2 separate regions of the Oryctolagus cuniculus genome follow, and region 1 is linked to region 2. A link is a contact called in public Micro-C data. All regions are on one chromosome and are shown on one strand. Each heading gives the region's core, a stretch centred on a gene start, on an enhancer-like site or on the middle of the called end of the contact. The rest is flanking DNA. Distances are from core to core; before and after follow the strand shown. Region 1 holds the start of FCF1 (FCF1 rRNA-processing protein). Region 2 holds the start of NPC2 (NPC intracellular cholesterol transporter 2).

Region 1 (6,682 bases), core at 3-2,502, 200 kb after region 2:
ACAACGCTAACAGGAAATACTGGAAGGGTTTTTTCGTGGTAGCCCGCGTTCTGTGAACTTCATATTTTACCCTAAGTCCTGATGACATTCCTGTAAGGCACAGACTACTATAATTATCTCCATTTAACAGATGGAGAAACTGAGGCACAGATTAATCCACTCAACGACATACAGCTTGTGAGAGACCCCATCCCCATCAATCTAGAAAGTTCATGTTAACCAATACACCACCTTTTTTTCTATCTGTTAATTTTTCTGGCCTCCAACCACCAGGATAGCACCGTGTAATAATAAAGAATGGGTTTTGGGTTCAACTAAATCCAAACAGACCAAGTCTGGGCCCCAGCTTCTCCACGTGCAAAAGGACGGTGCTTAAGTGATTGTGAAGGTCAGAGAAGGTAAATTACACGTACAGGACAAAGGTTTTTAAAGCTCAAGTTTACAGACCTAGAGGACCCACGGTGGGTATGCAAGCCCATTTTTAAAAGAGTTGTCCCTGCCTTTCCACTGACTTTTAAAGGATATACGATCTTTAAAAGGTTAAGAACCGCTGCAACTCATGGTAGGTATTCAAGAAAAAGGAAAATTTAAAAAAGCAAGTTATCTTTCCCTTTTTGTTCTCACAAAGTCTCTCTTTCCCCTTAAGTTAGGTACCCCACGGCTTCATAATATATATCGACCGTCTCCCACCGTCTTCCCGGCCTGGTCAGCAGGCACACACGCCGGCTAATCCTCAACTGTCCAGTGACAGCCTGAAGAAGACCCTCAAACGCGGCTTCACCCCTCTTTGCCGCGACGAACGCGCGGTGTCCACTCGCGGAGGGTCGCCCACCTAGCGGTACGAAGCACCGGGCCTGCTGGGAGCACCGATTAGCAACCAAAGCCACAGGCTTGCACCGCAGAGACTTGATGCCGAGCACTGGGGAACAAGGAGAATGTGTTTCCCAAAACTACTGGGTAACCCAGGCTTCCGACCTCCCTACCCTGTGCTCCCTCCTCCTGGAACCCTGGTGCAGGCAGATCTGGGCTCCACCTCGGGCTGGAGAGAAACGTTACCCGAGCTGGGGGTGGCAGCGCGGCGAAGCGGCAGCCCTGGTGTCCTGGAAGGTGACAGCAACACCCAGCAGTAGATCACTAGCAAGCAACCCTCACCCCTTAAAAAACCCCAGCACAGGTTTCCGACGGGTCTGACAAGCCGGCTCGGGACTTTTCCGTTTCCCAAGTGACTTCCGCTTCCGGGCTACCCTTTACCGGAAACAGTAGCAGATGACGTAAAAGTGTCGCGCTATCGGTGATTCCGGAAGAACCAAGAGTACGGCAAGAGCATGGTAAGGGAGGGGGTCCAAGACTGGGTTGTCTGAGGCTACTGTACGGAGGGATTCTGTGCTTGGCAAAATTTCGCCCGCATTCCCCTAGTTTGTGCTCATTCTGGTCTTTAAAAATCCTCCGAGCGGAACCGGTTATGCCTTAGCGAATGGGGAGAGGGGTGTGTTCGCGGGAAGAGGGGACGGGAATGGACACAAAAAAAGAAGGGACTTTTCAAAATGCAGTGCGTTTCCAACTCTTTTAACTTTACGATTTCTGTTTCAAGGGGAAGCAAAAGAAAGCAAGGAAGTATGCGACCATGAAGCGAATGCTTAGTCTAAGAGATGAGAGGCTGTAAGTGTCCGCAATCAGCTGGGTCTTAGTTGCCAGCGGTACGGGGGAAGAAGTAGGAAAAGCTTTTGTGTTTTGTTTGTTTTTACTTTGAATGTTGTTGCCTTAGATTTATTCTCATGGGGTAGTAGTCACACAGTTACACTGGGAAAGACCTGGGAGTTAAACATTTCTTGAGTGAACACCTTGTTGTATTATGTGCCACATTACGTTTAAGGATGCTAACAGTTTTGTGAGAGGTCGATGTGCGAATCTTTATCTTGTTACAGCACAACGTTCCCCAGAGGGGGAAAATGCGTTTTTGATCTATGTTGAAAGATGGTGAGGTCAGAGGACATATTTGTCTTGGGTCTCCAGCATCTGACCCTCAAATGTTTTTTAAAGAGAATGGGAAAGTTCTCCGTTTTATAAATCGTAAAGGAATCCAGATCACCTTGGAAGAGAGGGCAGTAGTAGTCCCTGTCACAAAGAAGACCTAAATAACTGCGTCAGTGAGTTTAAGAGACTCCGAACAAGAGAATAGTCCTTAGAGCCTTCAAAAGTATTCTCAGCCTGCCTTTTTTTATTTTTTAAGATTTTTCTTTTTGAAAGTCAGAGTTACAGAGAGAAGGAGAGGCAGAGAGAGAGAGAAAGGTCTTCCATCTGCTGGTTCACTCCCCAATTGGCCGCAACTGCACCAATCCAGAGCCAGGAGCCAGGAGCTTCTTCCGGGTCTCCCATGTGTGTGTGTAGGGGCCCAAGGCCTTGGGCCATCTTCTACTGCTTTCCCAGGCCATAGCAGAGAGCTGGATTGGAAGTGGAGCAGCCAAGACTCGAACCAGCGCCCATATGGGATGCTGGCACTGCAGGAGGCAGCTTTACCCACTACGCCACAGTGGCGGCTCCTCAGCCTGCCTTTAATGTGAAGTTATTATGTCATTTTTTAAGAATGACACCCCATCAGTAATATTTTCTTCCTACCTAACATTTAACTTTTGTGTATGCATTGTTAAGGTTTAGCCTTTATAAGAGGCTTATGGGAGAATCCTTTCCCCTCCAACTTATACGGGATCTGAGTCTTGGTAAGATAAAAGTCAGCCTGTTTCCCTGCTGCTTAGCTGTGGGTTTTGATCCTTGTTATGAGAGCTCCTAACCAAAAAAAAAAAAAAAAAAAAGATAACATAATCAATTGTATTGGCCTGTTAACAGTTTTTATGGAATCCTGGCTGTACTGATTAGTTTTGAGACTTCCAGGCTGCTTCCCACTGCGGTGATTTGCTCGGAAAATGTATGCTGATGTGAACGTAAAGCAGTTACAAAGTAGGATGTCTTCTGTGTACCAAAAAAAAAAATGGTAGAATGAGATTATAACTACTGTGTGCTTTTTTCTTCTTAGTAAAGAAAAGGATAGATTAAAACCTAAGAAGAAGGAAAAGAAGGACCCCAGTGCACTGAAGGAAAGAGAAGTGTGAGTAACCAGAAGCTTCAGGTTTTCCTTTGGAATTTGAAGCGATGTTCTCAGAACCACAGGCCTCTTAGAAATCCCTGCTTATCTATTTGAGAGGTAGAGCTACAGAGAGAGGTCATCCTATGGTTCACTCCCCAGATGGCTGCAACAGCCAGAGCCAGAGCTTCTTCCGGGTCTCCCACGTGGGTGCAAGGGCCCAAGGACTTGGCCCATCTTCTACTACTTTCCTAGGCCATAACAGAGACGGATGGGAAGTGGAGCATCCAGGACTCGAACTGGCACTCATATGACATACAGGCACTGTAGGCTGAGGCTTGGCCTACTACACCACAGTGCAGGCCCCTGAAGGTTTCAATATTTCGGGGAGCAGCAAAATTACCCCTAAAATCCTGGGAATATAATGTAACCCTATTAACTTCTTTTATTGCCAAGAATTTTTTTTTTAAATTGTGGTTTAACACACCAGCATAAAAGAGAGACTGAATAACCAAAAGAAAGTAAGGATTTATTTTTAGAATAAAGATTATTGCTTTAAAATAAGTATTTCATTTTGTTCATTGATGATGGATATATCATCATGGCTGGGTACTGGTCCATAAACTACTGTTAAAAATTCAACGCAGATTCACCCTCAGATTCAGCCCCAACATCTTGAGCTTTCAGATGAGAAACAGACCCTGCCATGTATAGTGTATAACCCTCACTTTGGGCAAGCCCTGTCACCTTCCATACAACCCTTTTAGGAGTCTGTGAGAACGGCAAATTGGTAGCATCATTCTCACCATGACAGCTGTGGTCTACCTCCCTGTACCCATGGCTGTTCTGTGTCTGATACAGGAACTCATATGAAGTGTGCAAGTGAACTTGAGATTAAGATATGCTGTTATTTCCTTCCTTGCCTTTTTAGGATTTATTTTCAATGAACAAGAGAAAGTTTTATCTGTGGTACCCTGTCCAGAGACTTGCTTTTTTGTTTTTGTTGATGCGCCAAAGTGCCAAATGGACGTGACTTGATGTTCTTAATTTCTTTTTCCATCAGCCCCCAGCACCCTTCCTGCTTATTCTTCCAATATAACACTCAGCTGGGCCCACCTTACCACATCCTCGTTGATACCAACTTTATCAACTTTTCCATTAAAGCCAAACTGGACTTAATACAATCAATGATGGATTGTCTGTATGCCAAGTGTGAGTATTATACTTTTATATTTCTGCAGCATTTGTTTACCATAATCATATGTATCCAAATACATGAAGAGGGGTGTGGACTTCCGGTCACCTGGACTGTTGTCCATTTATTCTGCAGTGGCCACTACAGCAGTGATCATTCTCAATAAATTGAAATTAATGCATCCTTGACTGGGAATAATTAAGCTTTCACAATTCAGAAAACAGAGTGCTTTAATCATCATTATGGACATTGATTTTGAACATAGGTGGGAGAGTTTCTATTTTAGAATTTAGATTTTTTTTAATAGATTTATTTATTTATTTGAAAGTCAGAGTTACACAGAGAGAAGAGAGGCACAGAGAGAGTGAGAAGTCTTCCATCTGCTGGTTCACTCCCCAATTGACTGGAGCTCCACCAGTCCAAAGCCAGGAGCCAGGAGCTTCTGGGTTTCCCATGTGGGTGCAGAGGCCCAAGGACTTGGGTCATCTTCCACTGCTTTCCCAGGCCATAGCTGAGAGGTGGATCAGAACCGGCACCCATATGGGGTGCTGGCACTGCAAGCAGCAGCTTTACCTGCTACACCACAGTGCCGGCCCCAGAAATCTAGATTTTTTAAGTTGCGGATAAATGAAAAGCTGTTCTGTTTTTCAGTATACATATTCTTCTTTAGAATTTTTTTTAAGGATTTATTTATTTACTTGGAAGAGTTACACAGAGAGAGGAGAGAGCGAGAGAGAGAGGTGTCTTCCATCCGCAAGTTCACCTCCAATTGGCCGCAACGGCCAGAGCTGCACCAATCCAAAGCCAGGAGCCAGGCGCCTCTTCTGGGTCTCCCACATGGGTGGCAGGAGCCCAAGGACTTGGGCCATCTTCCACTGCTTTCCCAGGCCACAGCAGAGCGCTGGATCAGAAGTGGAGCAGCCAGGACACAAACCGGCACTCATATGTGACACTGACACTGGAGGCAGCGGGTTTACCTGCTACGCCACAGTGCTAGCCCCTTTCTTCAGAATTTTTTAAAAATTTATTTGAGAGTCAGAGAGACACATTGAGATAGAGCTCCTGTATTCACTGGTTTATTTCCCAAATACCTGCAACAGCCTCCAGTGCCTGATGCCCCAATCCAGATCCCCCGTATGAGTGCTAGAAACCCAAAACTTGAGCCGTCACATCTGCCTCCCAGGTTCTGCATTAGTAGGAAACAGAGTCATAAGCAGAGCCAAGTATTGAAACTAGGCACTCTGACATGAGATGTGGGCATCTTGACTGCTGTCCATGGCAGTGATCTAGGGAGTAATCAGAGAATGGAAGATCTGTGTCTCCCTCTCTCTCTCTCTCTTTTTTTTTTTTTTTTTTTTGACAGGCAGAGTGGACAGTGAGAGAGAGAGACAGAGAGAAAGGTCTTCCTTTGTCGTTGGTTCACCCTCCAATGGCCGCCGCGGCCAGCGCACCGCGCTGATCCGATGGCAGGAGCCAGGTACTTATCCTGGTCTCCCATGGGGTGCAGGGCCCAAGCACTTGGGCCATCCTCCACTGCACTCCCGGGCCACAGCAGAGAGCTGGCCTGGAAGAGGGGCAACCGGGACAGAATCCGGCGCCCCGACCGGGACTAGAACCCGGTGTGCCGGCACCGCAAGGCGGAGGATTAGCCTAGTGAGCCGCGGCACCGGCCTCCCTCTCTCTTTATAACTCTGACTTTCAAAATCAATATAAATCTTAGGAAAAAAAAAAAACACATAAAAATAACAACATAATCCAACTTAATTTGTTTCACCCAGATCATGACAGATACTTTCTGGAATCTGTGGTATGGGGTTGGAGCAGTTGCCTAGTTTCTTAATGAATAGGAGTTTTTTTCTCTAGTTCCTTTTCTGCTATCCTTCCAGAAGGCTCCTAGTACTTTTAAAGATTCTGAACACGATATAATTCAGAGAGAATTTTTTTCACAAATTGTGTTACTAATGTGTGTTTGGGTTTTTTTCTTGCAGGTATTCCTTGTATAACTGATTGTGTAATGGCAGAAATTGAGAAATTGGGGCAGAAGTATCGAGTGGCACTAAGGTAGGAAACAACTAATCTGGGTTTGTTCCAGATTTGTATATTGAAGATTCTTTTGACTCTCCTTCATCTGATTGCTGTCCAAAGATTTCTTGGCCTGGACCACTACTGTGGCATAGCAGTTAAAGCTGTCACCTGCAGCACCAGCATCCCATATGGGTGTCAATTCAAATCCCTGCTGATCCAGTTCCCTGCTAATGCGCCTGGGAAAGCAGTGGAGAATGGCCCAAGATCTTGGGTCCCTGCACCCATGTGGGAGACCTAAATGAAGCTCCTGACTCCTGGCTTCAGCTTGGTCCAGTCCCAGCCATTGTGGTTATTTGGGGAGTGAACCAGTGAATGGAGGCACC
Region 2 (6,809 bases), core at 2,890-5,389:
CGGAGACTTCAGTGATGAAATCTCATCTGCCCACATTGTATGCGCCGTTACAGATACGGGCCAAACAGGACCTTCAGGGTACCCAGGCCTGGCTTTTCAGCTTCCACTGATTCCATTCGCTTGCAAACAAGCAGACTACAGAATTTCTGAGGTCCTACCCCCTTCGCAGAGGAAGCTCCTACGGTCTCCGAACTGGGAATGACCCTTTTTAAAAGATTTATTTGAAAGGCAGAGTTAGAGAGAGAGAGAGAGAGAGGGAGCAATAGAGTGAGATCTTCCATCCGTTGGCTCACTCCCCAAATGGCATGGCCGCATGGCCAGGGCTGAGCCAGGCCAAAGCCAGGAGCTAGGAGCTTCTTCTGGGTCCCAAACACTTGGGTCATCCTCTGTTGCTTTCTCATACGCATCAGCAGGGAGCTGGATCAGAAGTGGAACAGCCAGGACTCGAACAGGCATCCACAGGGGATGCTTGCATTGCAGGCGGCAGCTTAACATGTTACGCCAAGGCTTGCATTTCTAAACAGAGAAGCACACAGTAGCCCCACTGCACTTCTATGTTTTCTTTAGCCATGTTCTTTGTGGGGGAAAAAAACCTGTGAGTCACAAAATATTCTGGTTTTAAAAATAAAAGGCAGTACCTCAAACCTTAACCAGGTTTGTTTGTTTGTTTTCATTTATTTGAAAAGCACAGTTACAGAGAGATGAGGAGGGAAAGGGAGAGAGAATTTTCCATGTGCTGGTTCCCTCCCAAACAGCCGCAATGGCCAGGGCTGGGCCAAGGCCAAAGCCAGGAGCCTGGAATTTCTTCCAGGTCTCCCATGCGGATGCAGGGGCCCAAGCACTTGAGTCGTCTTCTGTTGCTTTCCCAGGTGCATTAGCAGGGAGCTGGATCAGGGGTCTCTAACCAGCACTCATATGGGAGGCTGGCGTCACAGGTGGAAGCTTAACCTAAGCCACAACCCTGGCCCCCCTAACTAGGTTATTAGGACCTTGCTTTTTCCAACAGTTGAAGATGAGCTTAGAGGTCATGGTCTTTCTGTGGCTTCCCTATAACCGTAGGGCCCAAATCAGACCTAACTCCAAATAGGGTCAGTTAGCACAAACAGCAGAAGGGGCAGCTGCAGTGAGGCCCGACCCTGCCACCTGAGTCTAGGTTCCTTCTGCCCTGAAGCACTCCTGTGGTCTTGGTCTCCATCACTGCTGGAAATAATTCACTTGCCAGTACTCCCTGAGGGTCAGAAGTAGCAAGGCACCGGGAAAAGTCAGAAACAGGACTCATCTGACCTCTACTGTTGTTTCCAGGCAGGTTCGAAACTTATCACTCACCAGCTCTGTTGAGTTCGGGAGTCCTCCAACAGGAAGAAGAGGGCACCCAGGGGTAACCTACACATTCTCTACAAGTTTCTGAACTTCCGCTTTCTCTAACAGGAGCTATAAGCTATTCATATACGATGAAGGCGAATGGAGTAAATTAGGAAGGACAAAGAGCCAGCAGCCCTGCTCTGTGTCCTGCGAGGGCTGGATCAGAAATGCTTCCACGCCAACCCAGGATTTTAAAGTGGCACAAGCAAGGCTCAAGTCTAGTGCTCCTGTTCCCGTTTGTAATTTTTTTCTCCCCCATTTTATTTAAAGGTGGCGAGGTGGGGGTGCAGAGAAAGAAAGATTTTCCATCCACCGGTTCACTCCCGAAATGCTCAAAATAGCCAGGGCTGGGTCAGGCCAAATCCAGGCACCAAGAGTTCAATCTGGGTCTCCCACGGGGGTGGCAAGGACCTAAGTCCCCGAGCCACGGCTTGCTGTCTTCCCAGGGTGCACATTAGCAGGAAGCTGGACTGGAACCCAGGCACTCTGACATGAGGTGCAGGTATCCCAAGCACAGCACCGAACGCCACCCCCTATTGGGGATCTTGAGACTGGCTCCAGCCATGCCTGTAAGTAAGCCCTTGCAGCCCCCCAGCCCCCCAGCCTGCTCCTCCAACACTGCACAGTTCTCAAGCTGTGCACATTCTAAGCACACAAAACAGTTTGAGAAGCACTCTTCTACTCCATCCCATCATTTGTGGACAGGAAAAAATATCTATCTATATCTATGCTGACCTTGAATCAACAACCTGTTAGAAATCGGTGCTGATGTGGAGGCTTTGAGTTGTCCGGTTTCTACACGCTTCTTGCAAGCACAGGTCCCGTGACCCGGCAGGAACGAAGCAAAAGGCGCCACTCACAGTCCTTTCCTCCTGGTTTTTAGCTACCATGTTGTTCTTGGACTTCAAATGCCACCAGAACAAACTCCTTAGCTGTACCCTCAAACATTGCAAAACTGAAGTCTAAGAGGCTCTGCGGGCACCACCACTTCAGGAAATCTCACAGCAGGGGAAGTCCCACAGAGACTTTTGATGTGGGTGCGGATGTTGTCACCTTGTATTTCCTAATTCGAAAGTAAATTGAGAATCTGTAGCAGCCGCCCCCTTCCCTTGGAGAAATTCTTCCCCCAGGTGTGTACCTTCCCCTTTCAAATGACTAACGACTTCTGGATTGGTTTTTTTCAATGTTCCCTCAGAAACCTGAAGCTCACAAAGACCTACCACTTTCCTACTGCTTACTTGGCTCCCATGGGCTAGTGCCTCAGTCTCATCTGTAACAGAGTCTAAGGACCGGATGAGTTAATACAGTGTCTTCCTCCACACATAGACACTGAGTTTAGTGGAGGAAAAGGCAGTACTATGAGGCAAAAATAGCATTTTTCAAGTGCCGGCCTCCCAGTTGGGTGGGACGGCCCGGCAGAGTCTAGTCCTTAGACAGTCCTGCCCCAGCCCAGGATTTTACTTATGTCTCCACACACATTTTGAAGATGCCGTGGAAAGAGTACCCACTCACTCATTCACTTTTTCAACACGTATGAGTGCACTTCAAAAAACTGCATGGGAAAACAGCAATTAAAAGATAGTTTGGGTGCAAACATTTTTGAAATCCATGCATAGTTTTTTTTAAATTTATTTATTTATTTTTTATAATACCTTTCCCAGGAACGTTTTGTACTTCTTTCCTAGCTACTGAGCAGGGACTGCTCTCGGCATATTCCGGTTCTCTTCTGCCTATGCCTTCGGGTAAGTTAGCGAAGGAGGCAGGAAGTCAATGATTGACTACAAGAGCTCCAAGCCTCCTTCCTGCTCAGGTATTCTGCAAGATCGGTTTCCCGTCCCTTTCACGCCCCACCCCCCCCCCCCCCCCCCGCTCCGCCCCACCTCCCAACACCACTGAGTCAGTCTCCACAATGACTTCTATAGACCATGGCCGGATGCGTCCACTGCCCCCTTTGTTATTTTCCAACAGAGTGCGACCGCAGCGCGAGAGGCAGTTGAGGGTCATAAGCCGCGACTGGAAACGCGATGCATTTCGTAGGAGGAAAAAAATGACTTAGAATCCCGAGAATGTGTGACAGGGGAAGCCCTCAGTAGTAAGAATAGAACAGAGGAGGGGAACTGACTTGCGTCTTGTCAGCAAAAGGGAATAAGAAAGCAAAAGAAGCCGGAGGAAGTCTGCACCCTCACCCCCTGGATCCCGACCTGTTGTCCGCCCCACAAACTTGAAACTTAGGACAGAGGCCCAGGGACCCCAAAACACGCGTCCCAAGGAGAGACACAAAGTTGTGTGCGGCCGAGTTGCCTCGAGGCCAGCACGTTCTCCCCCCAGAAGCCCCCGGGTCCGAGGCTGAGCCTGGCCGTCCGAGGATCCCACCCCAACCCAGCCTGAGGTGGCAGCGCGGGGCGGGACCCTGGGGCCGGCCCGGGGCTCACCGCAGTCCTTGAACCGCACCGGCTCGGCCTGGACCGCGGCGGCGCCGAGCGCCAGGAGCAGGAACGCAGCAGTCAGGAAGCGCATGGTGGTTAACCAGGCTCTAGGCTCGAGGAAGCAAGGAGTGGACGCCGCGGTCACAAGATAAACCTGATGGGGCGGGCCAGGGGAGGGGCCCCGTCAGGCGACCGGTCACCAGCGACGAGGCCGAGGTCCGCCCGGGCCCCGCCCGCGGGAGCCAGGCCCCGAGCGCTCGGGCCCAGACGCTCGCTGTCCCGCCCATCAGGTCCGCTCAGAGCACTGGAGGACGCCGTCCCAGCTCCGCCCTGCCCAGCTCCTCCCCTGAGCGCTCCGCCCCAGTTTTCTTGGCCCGCCCCTGCTTTCCAATCGGGACCATTTCTTAGCCAATCAAACCCCTTCTCCTCCTGCATAGCCCAATAGGCACGCTCGGGGGGCGGGGAATCAGCGAGGCTCCACCCTCCGGCGTATTCTCTCCGCCTCCGAGACCCGGACGAAGGCGGTGATAAAGGCGGTGCGAGGGGCGGGATTCTTGGGGGCAAGATGGCGGCTGCCCGCGTGTTGTCGCTAGCGGCCTCGGCGTTGAAAGCTGTCGCCCGCTGGCCGAGGGGCAGGTACTAAGGCTAGAAGGGCACTTGGGGTGGACGTTAGGTCTGGCGCCTCCGGGGGAAAGGGGAAACTGAGGCCGGAGGGGGAAGCGAGGATGTGGCGTGAAGCCGTGCCGGTGGGGGTCTCGGGGCTTGGCGTGAAGCTGCCTCAGCGGGGGTCGCCAGGCGTCCTTCTGTTCCCGGACTCGTCTTCCTCCCTTGCGCCGCAGGCTCCTGGCGGCCTCTCCGGGACTTCAGGCGCGTCGGGAAGCGTCGTCCTCCGGTCCCGAGGCTGGCGAAGGGCAGATCCGACTCACGGACAGCTGCGTCCAGGTAAGGGGGTCGCCCGCGACGCCGAGCCCGCCCCGCACCTGCCCTCTCCCTCCGCTGGCCGGCGTTTCCGATCCCGGTTCCTGAATTTCAGAGGCTCCTGGAAATCACCGAAGGGTCAGAATTCCTCCGGCTGGAGGTGGAGGGAGGAGGATGCTCCGGATTCCAGTACAAGTTTTCGCTGGACACGGTCATCAACCCCGACGACAGGCAAGGAGAAGGGGACGGGCCCCCAGCGGACGCGCGGGAGGGACAGAGTGTGTCCAGTTTAAGGTGCACTCTGATTCCGAGCGTAAAGGGTTTGCGTTGTTTTTGAAGAGTTCCCTAAGGGTGGTTAGCACCGCCCTTCTCACACAGTGAGGATGCAAGAATTGTTGGTCTTGATTCAGTGTAGCTGATTTATAGTGGGGGAAATGGGCCCGCCCAGGTCCACAGTAGCGTGACAGGCTGGGCTGCATTCCAGGCTTCAGTCCCTGAGCGTTTCCCAGCGTTCCTAAGAAAATCAGCCCCTGTTGGAGGGAGGTGGTGCCTAACGCGATCGGAAAGCCGAGGACTGTGCACCCCTGGGCTGCACCCCTGGGTGAGGCTCCTTCACGGCTTCCTGCTGTCTCTGCAGGGTTTTTGAGCAGGGTGGAGCCAGAGTGGTGGTGGACTCTGATAGCCTGGCCTTCGTGAAAGGGGCCCAGGTGGACTTCAGCCAAGAACTGATCCGGAGCTCGTTTCAAGTGTTGAACAATCCTCAGGCACAGCAGGGCTGTTCCTGTGGGTCATCCTTCTCTGTCAAGCTGTGATGGGACCGTAGGTGGCCCCGAGGCGCGCTGCCGACGGAGGAGCCTGGGTTGGTAGAATTCTGGAGGTAGCCTTCTAATCATGTCCCTCTTCCAGTTTTATTTCCCTCGATGCAGGATCCAAGAGTGTTGTGTTTTGCCACTGTTATTTCAGAATGTGAGCTTTTACTCTTGACTAAATTCCACCCCTGCCCCCCCATCCCCAATACAATAGTGGTTTAATGTATAATGGATAGACTGTCCAAGACTCCATCATTTGGAAGCACTTCTCTGGGCCTCAAAGCTGCTTGTACATATGTGTATAGCTATGTATAAAAACCTCCTTTTAAAGAAAGGCCTCATTTTCGTGTGTTTTGGATTATGGTCCTAGGTTGGGCAGCTTGGACACCAGTTGCTAGGCTAGACAGGGTGAGAAAAGCAAATGAAATGTTCTCTTCCTTCCGAGATGTGCCCCATTCTCCACTTCCCATTTGACAGGAGAGGGCAGGTGCATTTTACTCTGCTCCAGGAGTCAAAACCAAGAGCTCATCACCCAGGACATTTGGACCAACCCTCCACTGATAGCTGAATTATTTGAAAAACTCCTCCCTACTGTATACTCATAAAGACTTGTCAAGGTTCAGCAACTGACTATTTTTAGGATATGCTAATTCACTTATGATGTAAACTGACTCTGGTTTCTACATAGCAGTAAGTGGTTCTTGGTTTGTGTAGATAATAGATACATAGGGACCTTTTTAGACTGGGTTACCAGATGAAATGCAGGATGCTCAGTTAAATTTGAATTTCAAATGAACAAGTAATTTTGGTTAGTATGGGTATGCCTCAGTGCACAAAACATACTAAAGTTATTTATTGTTTATCTGGAATTCTAATTTAATTGGACATCCTCCTTCTCTCTCTCTCTATACATATACATATACATATACATATATATATATTTAAAAGACTTATTTATTTGAGAGGTATAGTTACAGAGAGAAGGAGAGACAGAAAGAAAGGTCTTCCATCCGCTGGTTCATGCCTCAGATGGCTGCAATGGCCAGAGCTGAGGAGCCAGGAGCTTCTTCCAGGTCTCCCACGTGGATACAGGGGCCCAAAGACTTGGGCCATCTTCTGCTGCTTTCACAGGCCATAGCAGAGAGCTGGATCAGAAGAGGAGTAGCCAGAATTTGAACCAGTGCCCATATGAGATTTCCATGCCATAGGCAGAGGGTTAGCCCACTACGTCACAGCACCGGCCCCATCCTATATGTGTGTGTGTGTATATATATATATATATATATTTTTTTTT

The links. Hi-C and Micro-C count contacts between places; a contact is called where the count stands out from the background.
Region 1: a Micro-C map of ear pinna shows a contact between it and region 2, with 3 times the contacts expected there. The contact joins the promoter of FCF1 here to the promoter of NPC2 in region 2. A contact is called at or near these places in 2 of 6 Hi-C or Micro-C datasets (ear pinna and embryonic fibroblasts).

What each region holds. Positions count from the first base shown.
Region 1 is chr20:20,784,096-20,790,777 of mOryCun1.1, forward strand. FCF1 (FCF1 rRNA-processing protein) reads left to right here and starts at 1,253. Exons shown (of 8, transcript XM_002719647.5): 1 at 1,253-1,328; 2 at 1,592-1,659; 3 at 3,032-3,103; 4 at 4,143-4,291; 5 at 6,263-6,335. The coding sequence starts at 1,326. AREL1 (apoptosis resistant E3 ubiquitin protein ligase 1) reads right to left here and starts at 1,264. Exons shown (of 20, transcript XM_070065274.1): 1 at 1,153-1,264.
Region 2 is chr20:20,583,102-20,589,910 of mOryCun1.1, forward strand. NPC2 (NPC intracellular cholesterol transporter 2) reads right to left here and starts at 4,140. Exons shown (of 4, transcript XM_002719582.5): 1 at 3,795-4,140. The coding sequence starts at 3,879. ISCA2 (iron-sulfur cluster assembly 2) reads left to right here and starts at 4,212. Exons shown (of 5, transcript XM_070065269.1): 1 at 4,212-4,424; 2 at 4,628-4,730; 3 at 4,822-4,937. The coding sequence starts at 4,354.